Linked DNA regions of Columba livia: region 1 is linked to region 2. The links are chromatin contacts, called in public Hi-C maps. All regions are on one chromosome and are shown on one strand. The core of a region is the stretch at or near the end of the contact, and the rest is flanking DNA. Distances in the headings are between cores, read along the strand shown. Region 1 overlaps MAML1 (mastermind like transcriptional coactivator 1). Region 2 holds the start of RNF130 (ring finger protein 130).

Region 1 (7,200 bases), core at 1,202-3,701, 170 kb after region 2:
TGGGTTTCAACAGGATCATCCCATTTTGGTCATCGCTCACGTGAGCCAGCGGTGCCTGCTGGCGTTGTTGGATGTAGGCCAACATGGGGGGCTTGTTCTGCCCAGATACTGGAACCCCCTGTTCACATTCTGCTTTGTAATGTGAAAGGGGTTTGGTGTTCCCATAGTCCAGCATCGAGCCTTGACTATTCACAGGGTTCTGGTTCAAGCTGTTTTGCTGATGACCCAAAATGTTCACATGGTAATTGCCTCCAGCTCTCGGCGAGCTTTTGTTTCCCATATTAGGCATCATGAGTTTTTGATTGTTGAAGTCTGGCTGGTAAACTGACGGGCTGGTGGGGTTTTCCATGGTATATGGGACAGCCAGTGGACTATGAGAAGGCCCAGACTGTTGCCAAGTAGACATTTGATTTGTCTGGTGAACTTGTGAAGCTTGTTGCTGGTTCTGCAACATCTGGTCTCTCTTCTGCTTGGCAGCAATCTGCTGAAGTTGATGAGCAGAAGACATTTCTTTGGCACTTCCTGCACCCTTCCCAGGTAACAACACATTGGGGAGAGGCCTCTGGACGTTTTGAGAGTGGTTTGATGCCTGCATCATGGGCTGAGTAGGATTTTCAGTCATTGATTGACTGGAAGGCTGAAATATAGCCTGAGAACTACCAACCGCTGGAGAAGCGGCACTTACAGGTACAGAAGGAGCACCAATAAATGCTGGACCTGAAGAAGTGGATCTAACCTGAGGAGATCCCATCTGTTCCTGTTCAAAGGGTGCTGGGGAGAACTCAGTCTTTATGTTAATATCTTGTGGCAACGGAGTCTGTGCAGCTGAATTTGAAGAATCTGCGTCTTTCTTCTCTTCAAAGTCTTCATTAAAGAGATCCTTCATGTCTTCATCAGGCACTGATCTATTAAGCTCCTCAATAAGTTCTTTCCACTCTTGCTCATTAAGATTAAGATCGGGCATCAAGTTATTCTGCGAGATAGAACCCCCTGCTCCAGCAATCATACATGGAAGATCATCTACAGGCTCCTGCTTCAGCTCTTTGTTCAAACTCAGAGGAAATGAGTCATCGGCATCACCACCTCCATTCATCTGCAGGTTGGTATCTGGAAGACACTTCTTGCTGATGCCATCCAGCCCCATCGGATGTTTTCCGTTAAGCTGTAAGGTATCTCCGCTGCCAGATTTCTTGTCGAGATGATGGAGTGGAGACACAGGGGGCATTCCATTGGAAGAACCACTCACTCCACCAAGACCATCATCACGACGCAGTTTCTTGGACACAGAAAAGACATCACCGTAGCCATTCTGCTGGTCTCCGTTCTGCGGGGAAGCGGCACTATCGAGCTTTCTTTTCACAGTCTCATGGAGCTGCTAAAAAAAACAAAAACAAAAAAAAGAGAGGATTAGTTTAATGTTTCATAGATTAGGATTTTTATTTCTTGTGACAACACTGTTTACCACTAACTAAAGCATTTTAGGAAAAAAAAAAGCAGTTAGATCTGTGCTTTGATAAGATTTGCTTTACAAGTCATCACTTGAGATGACTTCCCTTCTACAGTCTGTTAGGACAGACTTTCAAAAATATGTACTGCACCAAACAGAGCCATCCTTCAACCAAAACCAAAAGCTGCTGTGAACCAGAACATACTACGATTTTTCCTGTTCTAAATGCAAAAACATTGAAGAATGTTAAGATTCAAACTTTGGATGTGAATAAAACCGTGTATTTTATTTTGCCCGTGTACACATGGTAAAATTGTTCTGTAACACTGCTTTATAAAGCAGTTTCAAATGTAAATATTTAGAGAAAAAGAACAATTCCTCTTGTGATTATAATTTTTAGAAAAGAACTACACATACACATTTTGTACACTATCACATTTTTGGTACTAAAGCAAAGCCCGTTTGTCACTAGGCCACCACCGTTTCACGCTTATGTAAAACGCAATTCAGAGTTCAGTCAATTCTATCACGGCAAAGGAAGTTTGCTCCTTTCTCCCAGAGTATTCACCAGCTGCTCCTCTCTGCACTGTGACCAGCACAGCACCAACCAGCCCGACAGTTGGCTTCTCATGGCCAGTGAACGCACATATTCTTTTTCTCACAGTGCCACCTAGAAGCAAGCGGAGGGTACAGCAATAGTAACAAGCAGAGTTCGAGAGGCTTTGTTCAGCTTCTTTCCTGCCAGCAGGCTTTCAAGTATAAAGTTCTTTCCAGTGACGTCAAGAACATCTGAAAACAGAATTTACACACACATCAAAGATGACTACAAACTCTTCCTTCCCTCAGGTGCATTCTGTAAAAAACAACAGTAGTGCTTTGCTTGTGCTGGAAGCACCACACCACAGCCAACCCTGGCAGGCAGAGAGGCTGCCCAAAGGGAGCAGTGTGCTCGGAGAGGGAAAGCTCTGCCAGCTCCCGGCCTGTCCCACATCCCTTTGTATGTCCCAGCAGGACACACGAGGAGAAGCCCCACAAACAGCTGCCCAGCTGCAGCCTGATTCACCCCACAGCACGCTCAGATGGCAGAGAAGCAGCTCGTTAAACAACCCTCACGACAAGTATGCTTATTTTAATATTACTTGCAGTCTCCACGATGCAAGTCCACTCACCCTAGGGGAAAGCTGTCTCATCCAAGAACAAACAGGGGAAACCTCAAGATCTCAGTGCTCAAGCAAGAGGTTGTGTGTAGAGCCAGCATAAATTATCAGAAGAATTTCACAGCGCTTGCCTGGGCAACAGCATTCTTTGATTTAATGATGGAAGGACTCGTTCACAGTTAATTGTTGTAATTTTTTTTAAACAGTCTACAGTTAGCTGACCTTCAGAAAAAAAAACCAACAAACCACTATTTGTTTAACGCTTTCATAGGTAGCAGCAAAATCATATGTATATCTGAGGGACAGACTGTAGCTTCCCAGGAAACTATGATCTTCCAGATGGTTCATGAATATAGTAGCAGAGTAGTGAGAGTAGCAGAAGACCTGCTAAGATGAGATGAGGTACATCTGGAGTAGAGACTGAAACTTGAGCTCTCTTCATCTGAATATCACGTCTACAGCTTGAAGTAGCAGATCTAGAGTGAATTTTTCAAATACTGACTTGAAAAAAACACCTATGAAATTTTCCTTGTTATGTAAAAAGGCAAAACTAACACCAGAAAGCTTTAACTTAATCCCAACATCTGCCTTTCAGCCACGTTTCCCATTGTTTACATAATTCTCCAACTGGGAAAACTGAAGCTGAAGGTGGATGAGTAACCTGCTCAAGGTCATATGATGAGTCAATCACTCGAAGTTTGGGAATGGATCATCCTTAATTCTAAATCATTAGGGGAAAACACACCCCCTGAAAACTGACAAAAGTAATAATTTGGTTTTGTATACTGAACATATTATTTCCAATTTCTATATTAAAAACAAATGTATGCCCATTCTGGTCATTGATATAATTATCATTCTTATAGACAACTCAAGGCAATGAGGATTTTGGTGGCTTTATAGTGATAATTGCACACAGCTCTTCACAGGCTGCAGAACCCACCTTGGTTGCTGGACATATATTGCAAAAGTTGTTACGTGCTAAGGTCTTTGCTGCTGTACTCCACATTTGCAATGTATACAACTAACCTAAAATTAAATCATCCGTGCTTATAAACTACATGTACTGTAGTCTAGAAAGAGACACAGACCTCTAATATTCATCATAGGCTCCTTCCCTCAATAAAAACATGTAGGTGCTTTCATATGTATATGAGTTTTAACAGTCATAATGCTCAGATATCTGATTCTTGGTGATATCTTGACTTCAGTTACTCTAGACAAAGTCCTCCTTTCACCTAAATCTACATTCCTTTGTCAGAAAGGGATATTAAATAAAAAGTAACTTAAATAAACTCAGGAATGAACTAAAATTTGAGGGTGACTGCTTCCAGCCTTGCTTCACCTCAGCTACATCTAAGATTATTTGAAACATATCCTACATGTACACGTAATAGCCAATAGACACGTAAGAGAGAAGAAAATCTGCTTGTCTTCTACCCTCACCAGAAAAGATTGAACCCAGTTTGTAACCAGGACACTTAATTTCTGAATTTTAGAAACTATTCACCAAATGCACTTGCATCCTAGTTCACTTTTCACATTAACACGACTTATTGCAGTAAGTCTACACTGTAGTTACACTATCTACATATACACTATCTACATATAACCAGCTTAAAACTAACTTAGTAACCATATTCTACCTTCTTTCTTCTCTCTGGAAAAGACAGTGTTACAAAAATATGTGGGAACCAAAAGTTACGGGTTCCTTCTCCTCTGCCATTACACATACATTCTGATACCTTTTATTTATTCATATTCAATTTTGAGTAACAGAGCCTGAAATTCTCACACCAAATACATTCATACAACTACTCTTCAAATAGTGCAACTTTCTCTTGTGAATTTCTTTTCTTATATGCATTTCTTACATATTATCTCAGATCTTGATTTCATAACAGAAAAAGGAAATATTCAGTTCTTGCCCTATTTGTCTGTATCCAGCCAAATAATCTGGGTTTAGGGAAAAAAAAGCAACAAGGACTATGTGAGACACAAGTCAGACTACAAGCTATCTACGTATCAAGCTGCTCCAACAGAGTTCTCAAGGCAAGAAAAACCTGCTCTCTTCTGCCAAAACTCAAAAAAATAAAAGAGAAGAAATGCTGACAAAAGTAAATCATAGCTTTCTACTCACTAGGAAAATCCCTTCAGCTTTAGTTTTATTGTCCACTATCACCCTGTAAGGCACAGTGGCCCTCTGCTATGCTGTCCCTGGTTTTCTTAGCAGAATCAAGCAATTTTATTTGTAACGCAGGAATGAACCATTTCCATTGTCACCAGATCAGATACAGAAATGTATTCCCAATTTTCCAGCCTACTCAACTTCTTAACAACAGATAGACCTCCAAGATCTCTTTAGCTTGGCCTAAAACTATTACCCCAAAAGCATTTATCCAAAGTACTTAAGCTCTCTGTGCAGAGAACAGTGCACAGCAGGGGATGCACACAAGCCTCGGCCCCTCGGCCCACGATGGGATATGGAGTTTCTGAAAGGGCCACAGGCTGTGCCTTCTCCACATCACATCAGAGCTGCATTTTATTCACACCAGCAAAACAGTAGTAAAGATACTAAAGACACTTGGTATGGCAGGAGTGCACATGCAAGTCAGGCCCTAACTGTGGGTTCCTCACGTGAGGAACACAAACACAAACCCCTGGTGTCACCCAGCACAAGAGACGCCCGACACCAGCAGCCTCTGACCATATAACCTCCAGGACATCCACGCCGTACCTGACTAGGACAGAGAACCACAGTGCCAGGGATGGACACATGCCCAGCCAAACAACAACACTTCCATCAGAAGATGGGCAACACAATTTTGATAAGCTATGTTCTGTCTCCATCTTAAACCCAGCAGTTTTACCACCCCGATGCTCAGCCACATTGAGTTTGTACTGCAAGGGCAGCTGGGGAGCTCCAGGAAAGCTGTCCACAAACTGCCATGAGCCTCACAAGAAATGGGAAAAGCTCTAAACCTTCATCTCCAGCTCTTCTGTTAGCACTGGCAGAGTCCAGAACTTCAGAGTCCAGTGCAGCGTTCTCTCACTGCCTTGGGAAAGGGGCATGAACCGCTGAGCAAAACAGCAGCACAAAGTGCGTTTGATTTTTTTTTTGGTTGGTTGGTGTTGTGGGTTTTTTTGGATGGTTGGTTTGTTTTAGTTATGGGGTTTTGTTTGTTTCTTTAAAAATAAAGATATTATTCCCCCCTGGACACATTCCTGTGTGATCTGCCCTGGTGAACCTGCTTCAGCAGGTGGGTTGGACCAGATGATCTCCAGAGGTCCTTTCCAACCTCAACCATTCTGTGATTCCAGAAGTCAAAACAGTGTGAAACACTCAATACCTGAAACTAGTTTTAGATAACAATCTGAAACCAATGACATTTCAATGCATCAGAACTTAGCAAGCATGAAAGTTCAGTTTACATTGTTCGCTTGAAAGCGAGAAACCCTTCACAATGCAGAATTTTTAAATTGAGGACAGTGAACCAAACTACTTGTGTAAAAATCCATTAAGCTGTTATACTTTGAGTCCTGTAACTGAAGACAGTAAAAATATATAGATATATATACGTAAAATAGAAACTGCATGCAAATTGATTTTTTTCTGAAAAATACCTAGTGAACATGACAGAAACAAAATTTTTAAAAAAAAAACCCTGGTTCCTATACTGCACCTTTTGGGTCCATATAACATTTAGGTTTTTTAAAACATCCATTACAGAGATTAAAATATCCTTACAGGATTCAATAGAGCTATAATTTTTTGTATTTTATTTGGAATCAGTTTACCACTTCAGTCTCAGAATTAAGTTATGTCTACAAAGATTTGTCATGAAATACCAGCAGGAGGATTATAACACTGGTAATTTTCAAAGAATAAATGCTATGTTACTCTAGAAACATCATAAAAATCTAGTTCCGATGTGCCTCGTCGCTACATACCAGCATTCTCACCTAGAAGGGGAAACCAAAATAGAATATATCCATTTTTCTGCCATGGCAGCAGTAGGATAGCGGCAGAGAGAAGATCCCATGAACCAGAGCTTACAGCAGGGCCTCTACAGACACAGACTGCCCTCTCTTGCCTGGCCAAGAACAGGAGCAACGAAGATGAAAACCTCTTAAGCTGGAACAACAATGCAAATATCGTTAACAGCAGTGCATGAATTTTGGGGAGAAAACATTACATTTTGACTACACGACATGCTAAGAACTCCCCATTTACTGTGCATCTACCCACAGCTTCCAAAGCTGCACCCCCCTGCAAGGAAAGCATTTTATTACCCAATCTGTTCCTGCATTCCACCATGTTGTCAGAACCAAACTGCTGGACTAATTTTAATTTTGACTTTAATTCCAGCAGACTTTTGTATTTGGGTGACTGCCTGCTGGAGTGAAGAAGGGCTGTGGATACACAGGTCTATAAATATCCCGAGCCTGCATTAGTCACAAGGGGCAGCTTCTGCTACAGGAATTGTTCTGCTGCATCAAAAAAACCTGCTGTGCCTTCAGCTGCAGCGCCGGATCCCGCACCTCACTTGAACTTGAACAGCGGCGGATCAGTCGCCCCCAGATGCTCAGAATTTA
Region 2 (7,498 bases), core at 554-3,053:
GAAGTCACTGGCTGGGCCCTTTGTCTTGTTTTGCTTCTAACACAGCAAGTGAATGTTGTCTGAGTGCTTTCCAAAAGTGCTTTGAGATCCTTCCCTGAAGGTCAGCGCAGTAATAGCAATGAATCCTTCAGGCTCTAGGACTCCTTGGCCCCTTCGGAGGACATTTCAGCAACGAAGCACAGGACTTTGCATCAAAACGGTGTCTGCACTACGAGAACGGCGCCAAAATGTGTCCTGCACGGTGCAGTATCAGCGTGTTTGCCACGAGTCGCGCCCTCCGGGTGGGGTGAAAGTTCAGGTGAAATGTTGAGAAGCCACTAATGGCACGTGGTTCCTCACCCAGCATTTATCAAGAAGAGCAAAATTTAATATTAATTTTTTTAAAGCGGAAGTAGAACGTTCAGCTGCTGCTTCAGAAAGGTTTCTTGTGCTGTATTTCTGTTTCTATAGAGGTTTTACTAAACAGCTTCTTGTTACAGAGCCACAAGCGACATGGCATCAGCAGAGCCCACAGGTCCATCCTGCTCCCAGGTTTGCAAGCCTGCTGCTTTCCTTGGGCACACGTGGGTCTCTGCAAGGGCAGGGTTAGACCCACCATGTGCATCTCAAGGAAACAGACTGAGCTTTGGTGATGTTATCTTGCCTGTATATGCGACCAGGTGCATCACAAATGGGCAAACTACAGAACCTTCCAAAAAAAGAACAGTTTAATAAGATGCTTTAGGTTAAACACCAGGCTTATGGGAGGGCCTTCCCAAGCAGCTGGGGAAGTCACCAAGGAGACCGCCTCTCAGAAGAACAGCAGCACAGCTATTTGTTCAGAAATTTAGAAAATATCCTAACTCACATCCCTGCAGTACTTGGTTTCTTTGCCATAAATGATTTTCAGATAGATTGCCTTTCAAAATCCGAGGTGGCCCTTAATTTATTACACCTTTAAGAAGCCAAAATCCTTAAAACTATGTTGTTAGAGTTATTAATCTAAGTCCTGTTTTGCAATATTTCATGGGATTAATATTTATTAACAACATTTGAGTGCTTGTAAAATTTCCCAATTTAGCATGCCAGGAGTGAGTAACCCCAAACTAGGTAGGAGTGACCAAATCCTGACCCAGAGGCCGTGCTGTTCCTGCCCCAAGAGCCCTCTCAGCACTAACTGCGCACATGGAGCACACCCCACCTCTTCGCGCACATCCAGCCCCTTTCCCCGTTTTCAGACACACTTTTACAGCATCTCTCGTCTCTTTTTGATGGTCATTGCTCCTGATCTGGAGATTCCAGATACTGACGAGCCGCGTGTGTCGCTACACCGCGCTCCTTGAAGAACCGCGGGTCGCCAGAGCCAAGTGTCCCTTGCAACCCCGCACCCCCGCCATGGCCGCCTTCCTGACGTCACCGCACCCGCGGTGACGTCATACATCAGGACTCCGCCCCTCCCCATTGTGGGCGTGGCTCTCGCCCCTCCGGCCCCGCCTCTCGCCCTCGTGGCGCTGGGCGGGGCGGGGCGCGCCTGCGCAGTGCGGGCAGCGCCGGGCTGCAGTCGAGGCGCCGGGCGCGGAGCCGGCGGTGAGCGGCGTGGCTGCGGGAAGGCGTGGGGGCCTCGGGACGAGCCGAGCCGAGCATGGAGCGGCGATCACCGGCTGCGGCCGCTGGCCTGGGCAGCGGGATGCGCTGCCCGCCGCACTAAGGCAGCGGCGAACCCCGAGAAGCCAGGCGGCGCGGCGAGCCCCGCGACCGTGTGTGAGCGCGACTGAGGCGGCAGCGGCGGCTCCTCCCGGCGGCCTCCTCGGTGTCGGCGCGGGGCTGTGCGGGGAGGGGGCCGCGGCGCCGCCCCCACCTCCTCCCCTCCGCTCGGCCGGCCCGGGCAGAGGCGGGCGGCCGGGGCTCCCCCGCGGCGGCAGGCGGGCGGCATGAGCGCGGCGCCCTGAGGGGCCGGCGGAGTGGGGCTCGCCCCGAGCGGCTTCTCCCCGGGGCCGCGGCTGGCGGATCGGACTCGGCTGGGACCTGCCATGCCTGCCCTGGCTCCTCCCATGGCATGAGCCCGTGCTCTCCTCCCCCCTCCGCCTGCTTTTGGTCTTTCTGTGCTCCCGGGCTGTCAGATGGGATAAAACACCCGCGGGCGTGCGGGACTTGGTGCTGCAGCGAGCGAGCGTGGGGAGCAGCGGAGGAGGCGACCGGTGAGGGCCGGCGGCTCGCCCGGAGGCGAAGATGAGCTGGTGGTGGGCTGGCCGGTACCGGAACGGCGGCTCCTCCGTCCTGCTGCTGCTGCTGCTCTGGCACTGCCGGCTCCGGCCGGCCGGCGCCGACAACGCCAGCCAGGCGTACTACACCGCGCTGATCAACGTGACGGTGCTGAGCCCCGAGCGAGGCGGCCCCACGCTGCTGAGGATCGACCGCGGCCGCTACGGGCAGGATTCCCCCAAGGTGGAGGTCAAGGGCCTGCTGGTGACTCCCGTGCCCATCAACGGAGGTAACGCGCCCTTCGCGGCCGTCGGGTGGGTTTTGGCCTTTGTCTGAGCTCTGCAGACTTTTTCCTAGAGAGTTCTGACAAAAGAAGAGGGAGGACCTGCCCAGGGGAAAATAATAGTAAGGAAAAAAAATCCGTGATCCGAGAGTGCTGGTCTTCGTAACAGCTCTGCAAAGCATAATGTGTTTTCCTGCACGGATCCGTGTAGGTTAGTCATACTGAGGGATGAGGTTGTTATTTCTAAACTAATTACGGGGGGTCGGTAGCGATGGTTAATAGTATTTGGCTACAGTGATTCCATGGATCTCAGAACAGCTGCACAGCTGTCTCACTGTGATAGATGCACATCTGGATGGCTTTTGCAGCTGCATGAAGTCGTGATCGTTCAGTGTGCCTTTCTTAAAGATGCTGTTTAAGCTGTCCATCGAGACTGAAAGGACTATCAAGCTGTTACATTCATGGCCAGTCCAAAATTCGGTTGTTTGCAGTACTGAACACTGTGTAGTCCTTCCAAATAAGTGTTTATTTTTAAGTGAAGCTGCTGTCTATTGATTGTTTCCTGAGAAATGCTGGGTTTTATAGAGAACACTAATTTAAACAAGTGAGAGTATTATCTTGAGTTTTGCCGGAAGTAAAGCCAATCACTTCAGCCATAATGAAGTGGGTTAAGTAGCATCTTATTTGGAAAACCCTTCTTGACATTATATAAACTGCCGCCTTTAAGAAATGAACCACTTGATGGATCACAGTGGTCCCAACCCGTCTCCTGGACAGTAAACCTGTGAATAATGCATTAAGTGAAACGATGTAGTCAGTTAAAACTAGACTCGGAGTGGTCAATATTAGGAGTTTTCAAAAATAACTGATAATGCAGAACTACTGTTATTACTAAAAGCTTTTGAGAATTTACCAAGTCTTAAGATTAAGAAAATACTTCAATGCGTCTTCAGAACAAAATGCACCCTGCTAGGTAGCCTGCTGTAAGCTTCTAGGATGTGTGAAGCCAGCTGTGCATCAGCAGATGCTTGCCAGTCTCATTGAACCTTGATTTCATTAGCTTTGTGAAGTATTAACTAGAATATATTAATATAGCATATTTTGGGTTGAAGGGTGAGGAAGCAGAAATCTTTGACCACATCTACTGTAAAATGTTTCTAATTTGTACTTCAAATCCTACCTGCCTTATGCTCTCAGAGGCAGCTGTTGTCAAATATGCTCAGTTTTTCCTTCTTGTGCTTCCTGGTGTTCCTCACTTAAACACACACACCCCAACCTCCGGATGAAATCAACGGTGAGGCACATGAACACTGTTACTGCAAGTGGTATTTTTAAGGTTTTAAAACACACTGTCTTTTAGTATATATATAAGGTATCAAAATGCTGGTTTTGTTTAGTAGCTTCATTATTTGTCGAGAAAAGAAGATATTAACTACTTTTTAACCTGCCGCTATAACATTTTCTGCTTTCTTTTGGTATGATCTTCATTGAAGTGTAATTAAAATGTTGAGGGAGTCTGACAGCGTTTTCAGTGGAAGCTGATAATGAGAAAAGAGCTAAATAAAATTCTGAGCAGTGCATAAACAGCATTTTTATACCTTACTGCTAAGTATTGTATCATGAATAACTTCAGTGAGAAAGCCCATCAGGAAACACGAAATTGCAGACCTTAATTTCTGCAGTTTTGACATGGTGCAGTCACTGAAACTTTGAAGAGATTGAGTTTTGTCCTTCTGTTCCTCAACAGCCCGTTAAAGCAGCAGTTGTCTTCCTTTGAAGGTCTTCTGAATTTTCTATGTAGGTTGCTATATAGTATACATTTTATTTTAATTTTGCCAGGACACACTTCATATGGCTTAAAAATATTTCATGTAGTAGGGAAGATTGGAATATTTAAGATTTTCTGGAACGCTTATGTTCATAGTCTTTGCTATTTTTTATCTAGATTTGACGAAAGATGATGCTGTTTTGCTGGAAGTAATTGCTCTAATGTCTTCTTATCCGCCTGTTAATATTGCTCTAGGACTTGTTTGCAAGATATTTTTTTCCAAAAGCTCTTGACACGAGTAGCTGGCACTGGCCTCTGCTGTTGGAGCAGTAAATGCTCTACCCCGGTTCTCATGTATCCTGAGAAGAAAAGAACTCTACAGCTGTTAGCAACTATGTCTGAAAATACCTTTAATCCGAAATTGCTTTGATGTCAAACTTTTGCCCATTCTTGGGCTATCCATTGAAATTTCCATCAACGTGAGTAGGCTGGGGCATCCGTGTTTTAGAGCTGAAATGTCCTTAGTGTCACACTATGCTGCATTAAGATCCTTTATACATTACCTGGAGGAAAATAAATGAATTCGCTAATTCAAGATTTAGGACCAATGATCTGCTGCTGAACATACACAATTTGTAATAGCACAGCCTGTGATTTTAAGTGTTGTGCTCTGCAGTGTTTGTTTTTTTTAACTTGTGTTCTTGAATATGCCAAATATTTTATGTATTTTCTGAAGCTGACAGTCCCGTGTGATTACCCATCCTTTAAATGTCAGCGAAGAATGATATATTGAATAACTTCTGTTTCTTTAGCAGAATTTCTTCAATCAAATTCAACCTTGTTATGTTAACACATGTATTAAAACTTGCCCTGTTCTTTTTCTAGACCCATATGAAGCTAATACTGGCTTTCAAAAGCGATGTTCCCCTGGAACTGATACAGCGGTAATTGCATGACTGCTTGTGAGTGTGCCTTGGGGAAGTGCAGCTCCAACAGCTGCCGCTCACAGTCAGGTGCTGGGTGTAAATACAGCACCTGTGTACGGAGAACTTTCCAAGCGCATTAAATGCACAGTACCAGCGGAGTTTCTCCATTGTCTCTCTTCCATTCTTCCACTTCTAGCTCCTTTTCTTTCTTCCTTTAGCTTTTATCATGACTTAAATAATTTCTTATTAGAGGAGTGTTTCAAACAGCTTCTAGATATGAATGCTTACAGATGATTGAAAACCGCTTGTCTTGTTCTTCATGGGAGGATAATAGTGAAATGGATCTTCACAGCCTGATGCAGCTTTTCTGATAGTTCAGGTTTGTCATCTCTTTGGTGAGGTTACTGAGGACTTCCCATTCAGTCCTTTATTCCGGTTCCACAGAGTCACAAATAACAGGCGTTTCAGCCCAAACTTCCCACAGTAGCTGCCTGGGCAGCTGTGGCAGTGTCTGTATGTGCATCACATAAGTGGTCAACCCACCATCCACTCCGGTGACCTCCACTTGTAGGTGTCTCTGGTATTAGATGCCTGACACCAGCTGTGTTGCTGACCTTCAGGTGTTGGGCGTATTCCTCTTGCTGGGACAAACCAAGATAGAAGCCATCGAAAACTCACTTTAACGGTTCTTGGTACAAACTGCAGTGCTTTATGGCTTAGTTCCCTCAAAAACGTTCTCCGTGGCGAACAGGACTCTTCTGTGAGCGTTGAGCCTGGGTTACTGCTGGTGGGTCTGGACATGGAGATGGGGACTGAAGGGTGAGTGGCAAAGGGTGGATTTTGAAGGGCTGTGGGAGGTGATGGTTGTATGAAAGCTGCATTGGAGAAAGAACTCGTGGAAAGGGGAGGTGTCAGCTGAAGGGGTTAGTAGGGCTGTGGCTGGGCACGGAGAATGAGAATTTGAGGAAAAGCGTACGTTAGAAAAAGGTGGAAGTGGGGCAGACACAGTATTGGCACAATGTTACGAACAGAGGTGTATCTTGTGCATGGAACTCTTAACTATAGCGTTTTGTAACATCTGACACTTCATAAACATGCTGCGTGAACACGTTGTAGCTGCAGAAGGTTTAAAATGATGGTTTCCTGGTAACTGTAGAGCTTTAGGTGGTATTCAGACAGAATTTTGTGTTTCTTTCCAGCCCAGAATCCAAAGCAATAAGCTTTAGGAAAATGCAACAAGCAAATATATCAATAAATGTAGAGCAGTGGGAGAAAAACCTTGTGCATGCATCCATCCTTTACCATTGGTCTCAATATCCAGTTTAATTAGTAGTCATTAATTGATAACAAAAGTGGAGGTTATATATTGAAGTTTATAGTCATAATTGTAGTATACTTACTGAGTGAACAAGATGAAATCTTAACTATTAGCAGGACTCTTCTAAGCTTTGGTGATCTTCTTTGTTTAACATCTTCCCTGAACAAGATTATCTCGTATTCAAAGAGTTTCTTTTAGTGTTAAAGCCAGCTTTAGTCACAGCAGTCACCTGAAATAGTTCTTGAAAAGAAAATGTTGCTGTACGTAACTCATTGACATGACTTCTAAGAAGCAGAAGTTATAACTGGCTTGAATAAGGTCTATATTGATAATAACACTGGTAACGCATTGATAGAAAAATATATATTATGTTAATTAAACCCTAATGGGATAGCAAATAACTAGTACCCTTCCTTGAAATAAGAAGGAATCAGTGCTGCTGTGTTGTTTCTGTGAACTTCCCAGCTGAATTCCTTTTCTGGAAGCTTTATCACAGGATGATGTTGCACAAGGCTGGGGCTGTTTGGGCAGCGGGGTGTGCCTGGGCAGTGCTGCCCGAGGGAGGGCAGGATTTGGGGCGCAGCTGCCTGGGACTGCCTTGTCCCCTCTGCTGGTTTCTTTCCCAAAGAGCCTCTTGATCTGCTGCCCCTCAAGATATTGATGGGGTCTCTACACCTATTGTATTACAGTGATTGAAGGTCAGACTTTAAAATGGTTTCTGTATGTGTAACTGAGACAGACCAGCTCTGGCAACTGGTGCTTGCCTCAGGGAGTAGAGGATTAGCTGAGATGCAATCAATATCAAGATATTAGACCTTTTATTTTTTAATAAGGAAACAGATGGCTTGCTGTGTGCTTATGTCTTCTGAAATTATAAAATTACTTGAGTGACTTCTGATCATATCTTTTTATGTGCAATGATTTGGTTTAGAATAGCTTTAATTTAATGTGAAGTTGCTTTTCATTCTGGCATGGACATCATCCAGGTAATACTTGCAAGCCCTAGTCTATTAGATCCTAAT

Evidence for each region. A called contact is a pair of places that touch in the nucleus more often than the background predicts.
Region 1: a Hi-C map of liver shows a contact between it and region 2, with 2.8 times the contacts expected there. The contact joins the enhancer-like site here to the promoter of RNF130 in region 2. A contact is called at or near these places in 2 of 2 Hi-C or Micro-C datasets (crop and liver).

The regions. Positions count from the first base shown.
Region 1 is chr14:7,607,765-7,614,964 of bColLiv1.pat.W.v2, forward strand. MAML1 (mastermind like transcriptional coactivator 1) reads right to left here. Exons shown (of 5, transcript XM_065029806.1): 2 at 1-1,372. Among named protein-coding and RNA genes, the nearest start is that of MAML1, 8.0 kb to the right of the region's middle. Within about 2 kb of position 2,452, at least 2 of the 3 cell types and tissues checked have an H3K27ac peak away from gene starts, as active enhancers do.
Region 2 is chr14:7,437,376-7,444,873 of bColLiv1.pat.W.v2, forward strand. It overlaps RNF130 (ring finger protein 130), which reads left to right and starts at 1,804. Exons shown (of 9, transcript XM_065029802.1): 1 at 1,804-2,108; 2 at 2,186-2,470. The coding sequence starts at 2,036.